Regions from separate parts of the Sus scrofa genome. Here region 2 is linked to region 1. The links are chromatin contacts, called in public Hi-C maps. All regions are on one chromosome and are shown on one strand. Each heading gives the region's core, a stretch centred on a gene start, on an enhancer-like site or on the middle of the called end of the contact. The rest is flanking DNA. Distances are from core to core; before and after follow the strand shown. Region 1 holds the start of ITGB5 (integrin subunit beta 5). Region 2 overlaps ITGB5 (integrin subunit beta 5).

The links. Hi-C and Micro-C count contacts between places; a contact is called where the count stands out from the background.
Region 2: a contact with region 1 is called in a Hi-C map of liver, with 5 times the contacts expected there. The contact joins the enhancer-like site here to the promoter of ITGB5 in region 1. A contact is called at or near these places in 6 of 47 Hi-C or Micro-C datasets (embryonic fibroblasts, epiblast stem cells, fetal heart ventricle and 3 more) and 1 of 2 datasets of contacts at active chromatin or transcription factors (skeletal muscle).

What each region holds. Positions count from the first base shown.
Region 1 is chr13:135,465,125-135,469,659 of Sscrofa11.1, reverse strand. ITGB5 (integrin subunit beta 5) reads right to left here and starts at 1,549. Exons shown (of 15, transcript NM_001246669.1): 1 at 1,469-1,549. The coding sequence starts at 1,538.
Region 2 is chr13:135,518,141-135,522,883 of Sscrofa11.1, reverse strand. The region is part of intron 5 of ITGB5 (integrin subunit beta 5); the gene reads right to left. Among named protein-coding and RNA genes, the nearest start is that of ITGB5, 52 kb to the right of the region's middle. Within about 2 kb of position 2,788, at least 11 of the 83 cell types and tissues checked have an H3K27ac peak or open chromatin away from gene starts, as enhancers often do. A contact at or near this core is called in liver, where this site is marked.

The DNA.
Region 1 (4,535 bases), core at 300-2,799:
GAGGTTTTCTCACCAAAAATATAAAAAGAAATAATTTGAAATTAAAGGCCAGTCCATGTGAAGCAGGGGACTGTTGGCAACGATATACTACTCCTGTATGTGACTCAGGCTACATCCTCCTCTTTGCATTTCCCTGGGAACCCACAAAAACATCAGTGATCTGGCACTGGCTGCCAGATGGTGTTTGCAAACCACTGATCTACTTCAAGCTCTGGCGTGATAAAAGAAACCTGCTACAGTAATAAGTTTGAGTTGGGGGTCAGAAGAAAGTTTTAGTTTGCCCAGACCCTTCCTGCCTCCCAAAGAGAAACCTCCACTGCCTTTACATAAATGAGACACCATAGGGAAGAGCCCTCCCCTTCCCTCGAGCGTCAGACACCTGGTTCACAAGACCAACGTATAGTATCTCGAATTCGCAAGTAAACAAAGCATCTCAACACCATTATCTCCTACAGGAAACGAGAAAATTTGGAGCTTCCTGCTTTTGGAGGGGACGGAGTGCAGGTAGCTCATCTGCCTGGCAGCCCCAGCGCCCAGCAGAGCATCCTCCCTCTGGGGCCTCCCAACAACCCGCCACATCCAGCCCTCTCCCAACTTCGAAAACTTAAAGCAGGTTAACTGAGGGCTCCTCACCCAGCCGCCAGCCCAGGGCAGTGCCCTGCGAGGGCAACTGCACACCCGCTGCCCTCTGCTCCAGAATCCTTCAAAATCAGGGAATGTGCTGCCCGGAGTGTTCATAAACCGCAGGGTACAGCCAGGCAGAAGTTGTCAGATCTGGATGTTCCAGGTGGGGATGTGGTTTGGGGCCCAGGTCTCCCCCTCGGGTGTGCAACGGCTTGGGGGAAGGGGGGGTATATCTTCACAGGAAGGCGGCCGGCCTAGGAGCGGTGAAACTCTAGAATCCGCTAAGGGGCACCGGCACCTCCAGGAGACGAACCCTCAGGAGAAGCCGTGGCCCCACGCTTTGGCTTCAGAGAAGACTCCAAGTCACGCGCCTCCAGGTGCCCTTCGATTCTCCAGGGACCAGGGCACCGGGGCATCACTTGGCGCCTCCCTGCACCCGGGCCGCCCCGAGCCGGCCACAAGGGCCGCTTTGTGCCAGGGAGTGCAGAGCCCGGATCCCGACGCGGGGCGGCAGGCGGCGGCCCTCCCCGCGCACTGGGCGCGGGCGCACGCAGGCTGGGTCAGCAGACGGGCAGGGCTGTTTACACAGGAAGGCTCCTCCTTGCCCGGGAGGGGGCTGGAGGCCGAACGACTGCCCTCAGGGGCTGCGGCGGACCCCGCGCGCGGTGGCTCACGCAGTTCGGGAGCCGTCCACCCGGCCGTCCCCGGCGGCTAGCCACCAAGGAGTGCCCTGGGGACGCCTCTACTTTCAGACAACAGCCCCGGCCTCGGAACCTCCGAGACGCCCGCGGGCGGCTGGCTGCGCCACAAAGTTTCCTTCGGCACGGCGGGCGGCGCGGCTTACCTGGGAGCCGGGGCACGAGCGCGCAGAGCCCGAAGAGGCAGGCGTACAGGGGCGCGGGGGAACGCGGCATGGTGGGGCTCCCGGCTCAGCGGCGGCGTGCGGCGGGGGCCGGGGCGCGGGGGCGGAGGGCCGGGGGCCGCGGCCGAGTGGGAGGCGGGGGCAGCTGAGCTGGCCCGCGCCCTGCCGCCACCATCCCTCCCGCAGCGCTCTCGCCGCCCAGTCCCAGAGCCGCCGCTGCGCCGGCTCGCCGGCCGGGACGCCCGGGGTGTCGCCGCTCGGGACGGCCCCGGAGGGCGGCTCTGGGCAGGCGGATCGGCAGGCTCTGCGCTACGGCGGCGACTCTGGCTCCGGGACGCGCCCCGCGCTGAAGCTCCCCTGCGCGCCGGCACACTCTGCCCGTCGCCTCCGCCCCTTCCCTTCCTCCCTCAGGCCCGCTGGGGTCCACTTTCCTCCTCTCCTTTCTCCTCCCCTTCTCTCCCCTTCCCGGCCCCCGCCCGACTGCCACTCGGTCAGTTTACGGCGAGGCGGGGCTGCGCGAGCTCCGCCCCGCGCGGGGACCGGCCCGAGATTGGAGGCCGAGGGCGTCCAGGTGGGAGCTGCTTCCAGCGCACCTGGGGGCGGGGGCGGGGGCCGAAATCGCGAGGTGGGTTTCGGCGGAGCTTTGGTAGCAACTGGAGGCTACGGGAAGGGGGCGGAGCCGGCTCCGCAGGCTGGCGGAGGTTGCTTGGAGTTGGTGAACTTCAGCAGGGAGAGCGGGTCTGGGGAAATCGTCCTAAGGCGGTGTCGCCCTCCCAGAGCCGGGCTTGTCACGGCGAGGCGACGCCTTCGGTGGGGAAGAGAAGGCGCATGGGGCGTGGAGGCACTCATACAACACACTTTCCCCTCATTAAAGTTTTGCCCCGTTCTCGGATTGGAGACGGGCCAATATGTCGCTAGTTTGTGTTTCCCTTATCTCGATTCACCGGAGGTTTCCTTGAAGCCAAACTGCTGTTAAATTAAAAAACCAGATGCTTTGGCTTTTACCTTATCCTTACAGCTGAGCTGTAAAGTGAGGGGTGGGAGTGGGGAGCTTATCTATCTCCACCCCCCACCCCCAACAACACCTGCAAAGTACTAGGTGGGCTTAGGTTGGGCCATGACGAATGGATTGAGACTGGAATGATTTATAGGCAAAAGGAGAAGAGGCCGCCTGCGTATAGAAGGAAATAATGGGATGCCTAACACGTGCAGAGAGCACTGTGCTAGCCAGGCACTGAAATGTAAATACCGTGTTAACTCCTGCAATCCTCCCCACAACCCTGCTGTTATCCAGATGAGAAAACTGAGACACATAGGGGTTAATTGCCAGAAGAAGTACATTTTCCAAAAGTTCAAAATGCCTTGACTGAAAACAGAAGAAGGAACAAAGGAATCTGACCTTTACAGGTCAGGCACCAGTTGGATAGACGGCTCCCAGGGGACAGGCAGGGGAAAGTTCTAACTGCCCAGATTAGGGAATTTGGGGTTTAATTGTGCTCTCCCACCCCAAACTTTCCCAAGATGGTGCCCTGATGCCAGAGAAAGTAAACTTATTCCTGTGGCATAGAGTGCACAGAGGCCAAGCTCCAAATTCCACTTGAAGGCCAGTATTTCATCCTTAAACTGCATGCAGATATCATCATACTCTAAATATCTCCCATGTTTATCCTGATGTAAGAGTCATGTTTGTCCCCATTTTCCAGTAAGTGTGGTGCTGCAGAGGCTCCCCCTAGTTTATCTTGGGTCTTTCTGCCTCAGCAGGGTGGCCTGGGGGCTACTCTTTTTTTGAGAGGCAATGATTATAAATAATGGGCAGCCAGTGAAAGAGTTTGAACTGAGGAGGTGTCAGTGCCAAGTGGTGATTTTAAAAGATTTGTCCAGTGAGGATGTGATGGATCAATTAGATGGACAGAATGTTAAGTTGCAGAAAGTGAGTAAATACTGCATTGATCAATACTATAAAAACTTGCATTTATAAAGCATCCTCTAAGTTAAGGCCCTGTGGTATCTGATCTGTGTACCATCCTCCCCACCCCAACATGGTGCTTCACTGTTCAGACTTCACACACACACCCCTGTTTCCCGGGACTGCACCTGGAAAGTGCTGCAGCCAAATCATCCTCCTGTCCCATCAGGTGATTCCCAACCTGCCCAGACCTGCCATAAACCGCTGAATCCCAAGTGATGACATCATTCTTCCACAATCCATTATCTCAGAACTGGTTTAGAGATAGATGCCTCTTCTAATTCCTTCCAAGCTTTCGTTTTCTGGTTTGTGGCTATTTCTTGTCCAGTCACCCTTCATCCTTTTAAGCTGGAGAGTGGAAATGTCCTCCAAATGCTTTGGCTTCCTCTGATCAGCAAAGTCAGCGTGCCTGAGAGCCCCCCTCAGAAGGGAGACAAGGCTATACTTCCCACAGCCACTGGTACCGTTTTCTTTGTGGCTGCCTCCAGAACTTCCCAGTTCTGATCATTGGCTGAGCTTCTGGACCCAAAGGAGGCTGCTGGGTGTATTGAGTTTGAGTTCCAAGGTTTGAACACAGCTAACCCAGAGGAATTTTGTGTTTCTTATTAGTTTTAAAATAAGATTAGTTCCTCCAAAAGTTAAATATAGCATTACTATAGGATTCAGCAAAGCCAGCTCCCTACTCCCAAAAGAACTGAAAGCAAGGCCTCAAACAGATAGTTACACAACAATGTTCTTAGCTGCATTATTCACAATCCCAGAAAGGTGTAAACAACTCAAACATCCGTCAACAGATGAGTGGATAAATTAAATGTAATAGCTATGTACCACGGAATATTATTAAGCCTGAAAAAGGAATGAAATATTGACACATATTACAACACAGATGAACCTTGAAAACATTATGCTAAGTGAAATAAGCAAGACACAAAAGGATAAACACCAAAGGTGCCATTCACATAGTGGATGGACATAGGAGATGGGCAGATGACAGGCCACGGTGAGGACAGAGGGTTCCATTTTGGTGCAAATAGCCTATTATGTTAACTGGCAAACGGTAGATCCCTCAGTCTTTTTTTTTTT
Region 2 (4,743 bases), core at 1,539-4,038, 52 kb before region 1:
CCACCTCCCGCAACATCACCTGCCTCCATCCTGGCGAGACAAAGCCCACTGGCTCTATCCTGGTGCCGCTACTGCGCTTCTCAGCCTGCATCTCCACGTCCTTGTTGTGTGTAGGCAACGACCAAGGACCAAGAGAGAGAACGCAGAGCAGATGAACATGACACGAGGACCGACCAGTTCAATCAGTGCTGGGCCAGAGGCAACTTTCTTAGGGGGGAAGCTCAGGGGAGAATTTACCAACACTCTGCTCGGTACGCAGAAGGCAGCAGAGATCTGGAGCTGACGGGAAGAGAAGAAGGGGTGTGGGGCCCAGAATAACAAGAACCCTGCACCTAGCATGTGCTCAGGGAGGAACAGGAGGTGGATATGAGAACGAGGTCAGGGCTGAGTACCAGAAACCTCCCTCACAACGCCTAGAGGTCTTCAATCACATCGCTCCCAATTCCACCAACTATTTAATATGCTTTGGAATCTAACACACAGCTTCTTTTAATCATATAAATATGGGAAGCATTAAGGGACTCACTCAAGTGAAAACATTTCATCAAATCACCTGGTGTGTGCTGAGAGCTGAGAAACCTACCGGGAATTGCAGAAAAGGGGGCAGCAGGGCCGGGGACCATCTGATACACGCTGCTGGGGGGTGGAGGAGGGGGAGAGGGGCCAGGGCGGTGAGGGGGTGTGAGGGGGCAGCCAGGGGTGGGGTGGGGGGGTGTGGATGTCAGCCTGGGGGACTTGGGACTCTGAAGTGGCAAATTCAGGGCAGCAGTCCATGAAAAGGGGAAGCGGAATGGAGATGGAAAACCAGGCGGGAAGTCTTTGAGAAAATAATTAAAAGCGGCTCCTCCCAAGAATGAAGACAGACTTGCTGTTCCCTTTACGTTCAACATCTGGTGGCGGCGGAAGGTGGGGGCAGGGGGAGAAATGAGGACTAGGGAGTAAGGATGTCACTTCTCTGGGAACAAGGGCCTCCAGCCTGGGGGGCCATTCGGTTTCTGGGGTGGGAGGGAGTCAGTCACCCGCAGGGGCTATGAGGTCTGACAGAGGAGGACGGTCATTCAAAGGACCAAGGACAGGTTTCCATCCTCCCCCGCCTGCCTCCAGATCGTCCCCTTGAACACCTAGCTGCCCCGCCCCACTTGGATTCTTACCCGCCTGGTAAGGTGGCTCCGTGGGGAAGCCACAGGGAGCCAGGAAAGCTTTTCTGGGCACCAGTTCTAAGCAAGCTGTGCTTGGGGCACAAAACAAGGTCACGGCCAAGGAGGCCCACGACAAATGCAGCTTAGAGGGTACAGCGAGACCACAGAAGACAGGCTAGAAGGGGCCATGACAGAACAAAGGTACCAGGGAGTCACCAGGTAGAAAAGCCAACTCAGCAGAAACATGCACCTGCAATTTGGAAGGAACCTCAGAGTTTGGCTCGTCCAGGCTCCATCCAGTGCAGGGACCTCTCGTCTGGAGTCCCCACTACATTGGCTTGGGGCCACTCACTGCCACATCTGGCAGCCGGCCCTGCCACTGAGCAGAGATCTCTGTTAGAAAATTCTCCCTTGCCTGGAACTCAAACCTGTGTCCCTGTGGCCCCCCACCCCCAGCTTGGCCCCTGGAACAGCCAGAAGCCTCTCCTCCGTCCTCTATAGTGATGTCTGAGGTCAGGTAACCCATGTCTTCCTCCTGGTTAACCTTGAACCACTCCTCAGAGGATGTTTCCACCCCGCGCCATCCGCTCACACCTCTCTGCTCTCTAGCTATCCATGTGAGTCTTAACCAGGCCCAGAGGCAGGTGTGGTTCCCGGGGTGCGGTCTGGCTGCCAAGAAAGGCAGGGCTGGGGCTGCACCTGCAGCCCTGCAGGCATGTCCTATGTGTGGCAGCTGAATCTTCTGAAAGGCTCCCACTGAGCTTGTGGGTCCCGAGATCCATTTCCTAGTGACTTGTTTATACACAGGGCCCTCAGCAAAGCTTGGCAAACGTGAGAAAGAGGCTCAGGGACGCCCTGGGGAGGGTGTAGGGGAGAGCCTGGAACAGTGATTCCTGGGAATCTGAGAAAGCTCAAGTCCCCGTCAGCTGCCTTAGGGGACACAGGTGGGGGGGTCCACGACAATGTGGCTGGCTCTCTCACATCGGTTTGCTTGTTCTGAGACAAAGCCCATAATATTCTCTCTGGTTGACAGTCGTCAATACAGGGAAGACCTAGAAAAGATGCTGTCTAGGGCGTGGTTTCAGTGAGGACAGAAATACTAGCCTTAAACGATGGGGTTCTCTGTTCTTGACATCTGTAAGTAAAACTGATGGTCATCCAAACACCTGGGCCCTGCAGCCAGATGTGGACACAGCCCATGGGCCCCAGTTGTCACTGGAGAGACGCCAGCCACAGGCTCCCTCACTGCTGAAGAGGACGCACCATCTGAAAAAGCGTCTCCACAGCTGTTACCTGTGAGAGCTGAACAGCAGAACCCATGATTCCAGGACGCCCTGAATTATGCATGAGAAGGCAGAAGGCATCGTTCCCTTTTCACAGATGGGGAAGTCGAGGGCAAAGACAAGCAGGCTCACTCAGAGGGCTGGGCCCCAGCAGTGCACCCACCTTGGGACAGTACCCAGGGCCTCCCGAGAAAACCCGAAGGCTGCCAGAGCCACATCACAACTCTTTCTGATAAACAGGAAACTCTCAGCACCAGAGAACAGAAGCACGTGCAGCTGTCATCCCCCCTCCCACCCCCGCCAGGACCAACTCAGTCCTGACTGTACCACTGGAAAACTGGGTCACGTGGGGAATCGAGCTGGCCCCTTAGAGGAGGACTTTGCCCTCTTTGGAAGCACATTCCTCCCTCCCTCACCTCTGCTCCTGTGTGGCCACAAGAGACAGCAGGCTCTCTCTAATGCCAAGGTTAAGAGCTCCGTCTTTGGAGCTGGGAGCAGGGATACCATTCCATCTCTGGCTCTTGTCATTTCTAGCTCTAAGACCTCTGAGAAGTTACTCAACCTTTCTAGGCTTGTTTCCTCATCAAAAGAGGACAAAGAAGCCACCTTTAAAGGATTAAGTAAAGCAAGCCTCGTGAAGTGCTTGGCATAGAGCCTGGCTCTCACAAAGCATTCAGCCAAAGGTAATCAATAACATCATCAGCATCAGAGCCTCAGGGCAAAATACGAGGAGGCAGAGAGACCAAGGTGACCGCTTGAAGGGGAAGAACACTGCAATGCAACCACTGGGTCCCAGGGGAGCAGACCTTCTAGAGAGTCTGTGCACCCGACTGGTACCTTAGATCTCTGTGCGGGCATCTGCCATCCAGTGGGAGTGCTGCTCACAGGGACAGGAGCTGTGGCGCGGTCATGTGTGCACCCATCACAGCAGCTACCGGGGCATCTCGCACACAGTAAGTGCCCAACAAATTCCTCAAAGTCATAACTAAAACACTCTATGCTGACCTTTCAGGCAAGCAGAGAGAGAGAACTGGTTTAGGGGGTAAAAAAGGAAAGGGGACCAAAGTGACCACCCGGGGGGGGCAGAACCTACAGCAGATCTGGGCTTGGGGACCAAGGAGTCTCAGTTCCAACAAGGCTGGATCCACTTTCCCCAGTCATGTGGACATTCATGCCTATTTCCGTCACTTTGTAACAATAAACATGTTCTTATTCCTAGTTTGTTTCTCCAGCTATGCAATGAAAAAATCTTTTTAAAAAAAACATCTATCTGTGGTTCAACTTAAGAAGGGCAAAAATGTCACCTTTCTTTCCTTAGGGAAAAGAAATCTCAGCCTGTGACTCAGGACGTAGACATTACTCTGGAGCCCAAGCCCCGACAACATGCGGTAGAACATGTCTGATGTAGCCGCTGTGGAGAGTCGCATCTGAACTAAAGAAAAACCTTTGCAATATATGAGGCTGAACCACATGAGGTTTCTATTTTTGTAGAAGAAACTATCGAAAGACAACCATCAAGTTTCATGAATAGACAAATGTCAATAATTTCACGCGGTTCCATCTCATGTTTACAAATAGGTTGTTCAACTTGCCTTCTAGTGGATCCGCAAGCTCAAATCAGATCCCTGAGGATGGGGGTTTTTTTGGGGGGGTTGTCCTCATCTTTAATTTTCTTCACTATACCTGCCATTGAGCACTTACTAGGCATGCAATAAATGCTCCTGAGTTGGAAAGTATTGCCAAGTAACAGTATTTCTGGTTCTTTTTTCCCCTTCTTTTCTTTTTAGGGCTGTACCTGTGGCATATGGAAATTCCTAGGCTAGGGGTCGAATCAGAGCTGCAGCTGCCGGCCTATGCCACAGCAATCTAAGGTACCAGTCAGGTGTCACAGCAATGCAAGATCCGAGCCCAGTCTGTGACCTACAGTGCAGCTCTCAGCAACGCCGGATGCTTAACCCATTGTGCAAGGCCAGGGATTGAACCTGCATATTCATGGATACTAGTCGGGCTCTTAGCCTGCTGAGCCACCATGGGAACTCCTCGTTCTGCTTTAATGGACTTGTGAAGCACATGTGAATGGCATGGAACTTGGTTTAACAGGAGGGTGGATGGAGCCAAGCAGCCAAGCAGACGTAGGGGTCTGGAGCTTCAGAAGTATAAAGGAATCAGTGAGAACAAAGCCATCTGTCTGTTCACCAAATATTCAAGGAGAACCTGCTGGGTGCAAGCAGTAAGCTCGGCGCTGGGGATATGCGGGGGTGAGAAAACAGACGTGGTTCCCTGCCTTCAGGAAGCAGCCTGTCTCAAAGGGGAGGCAGCCT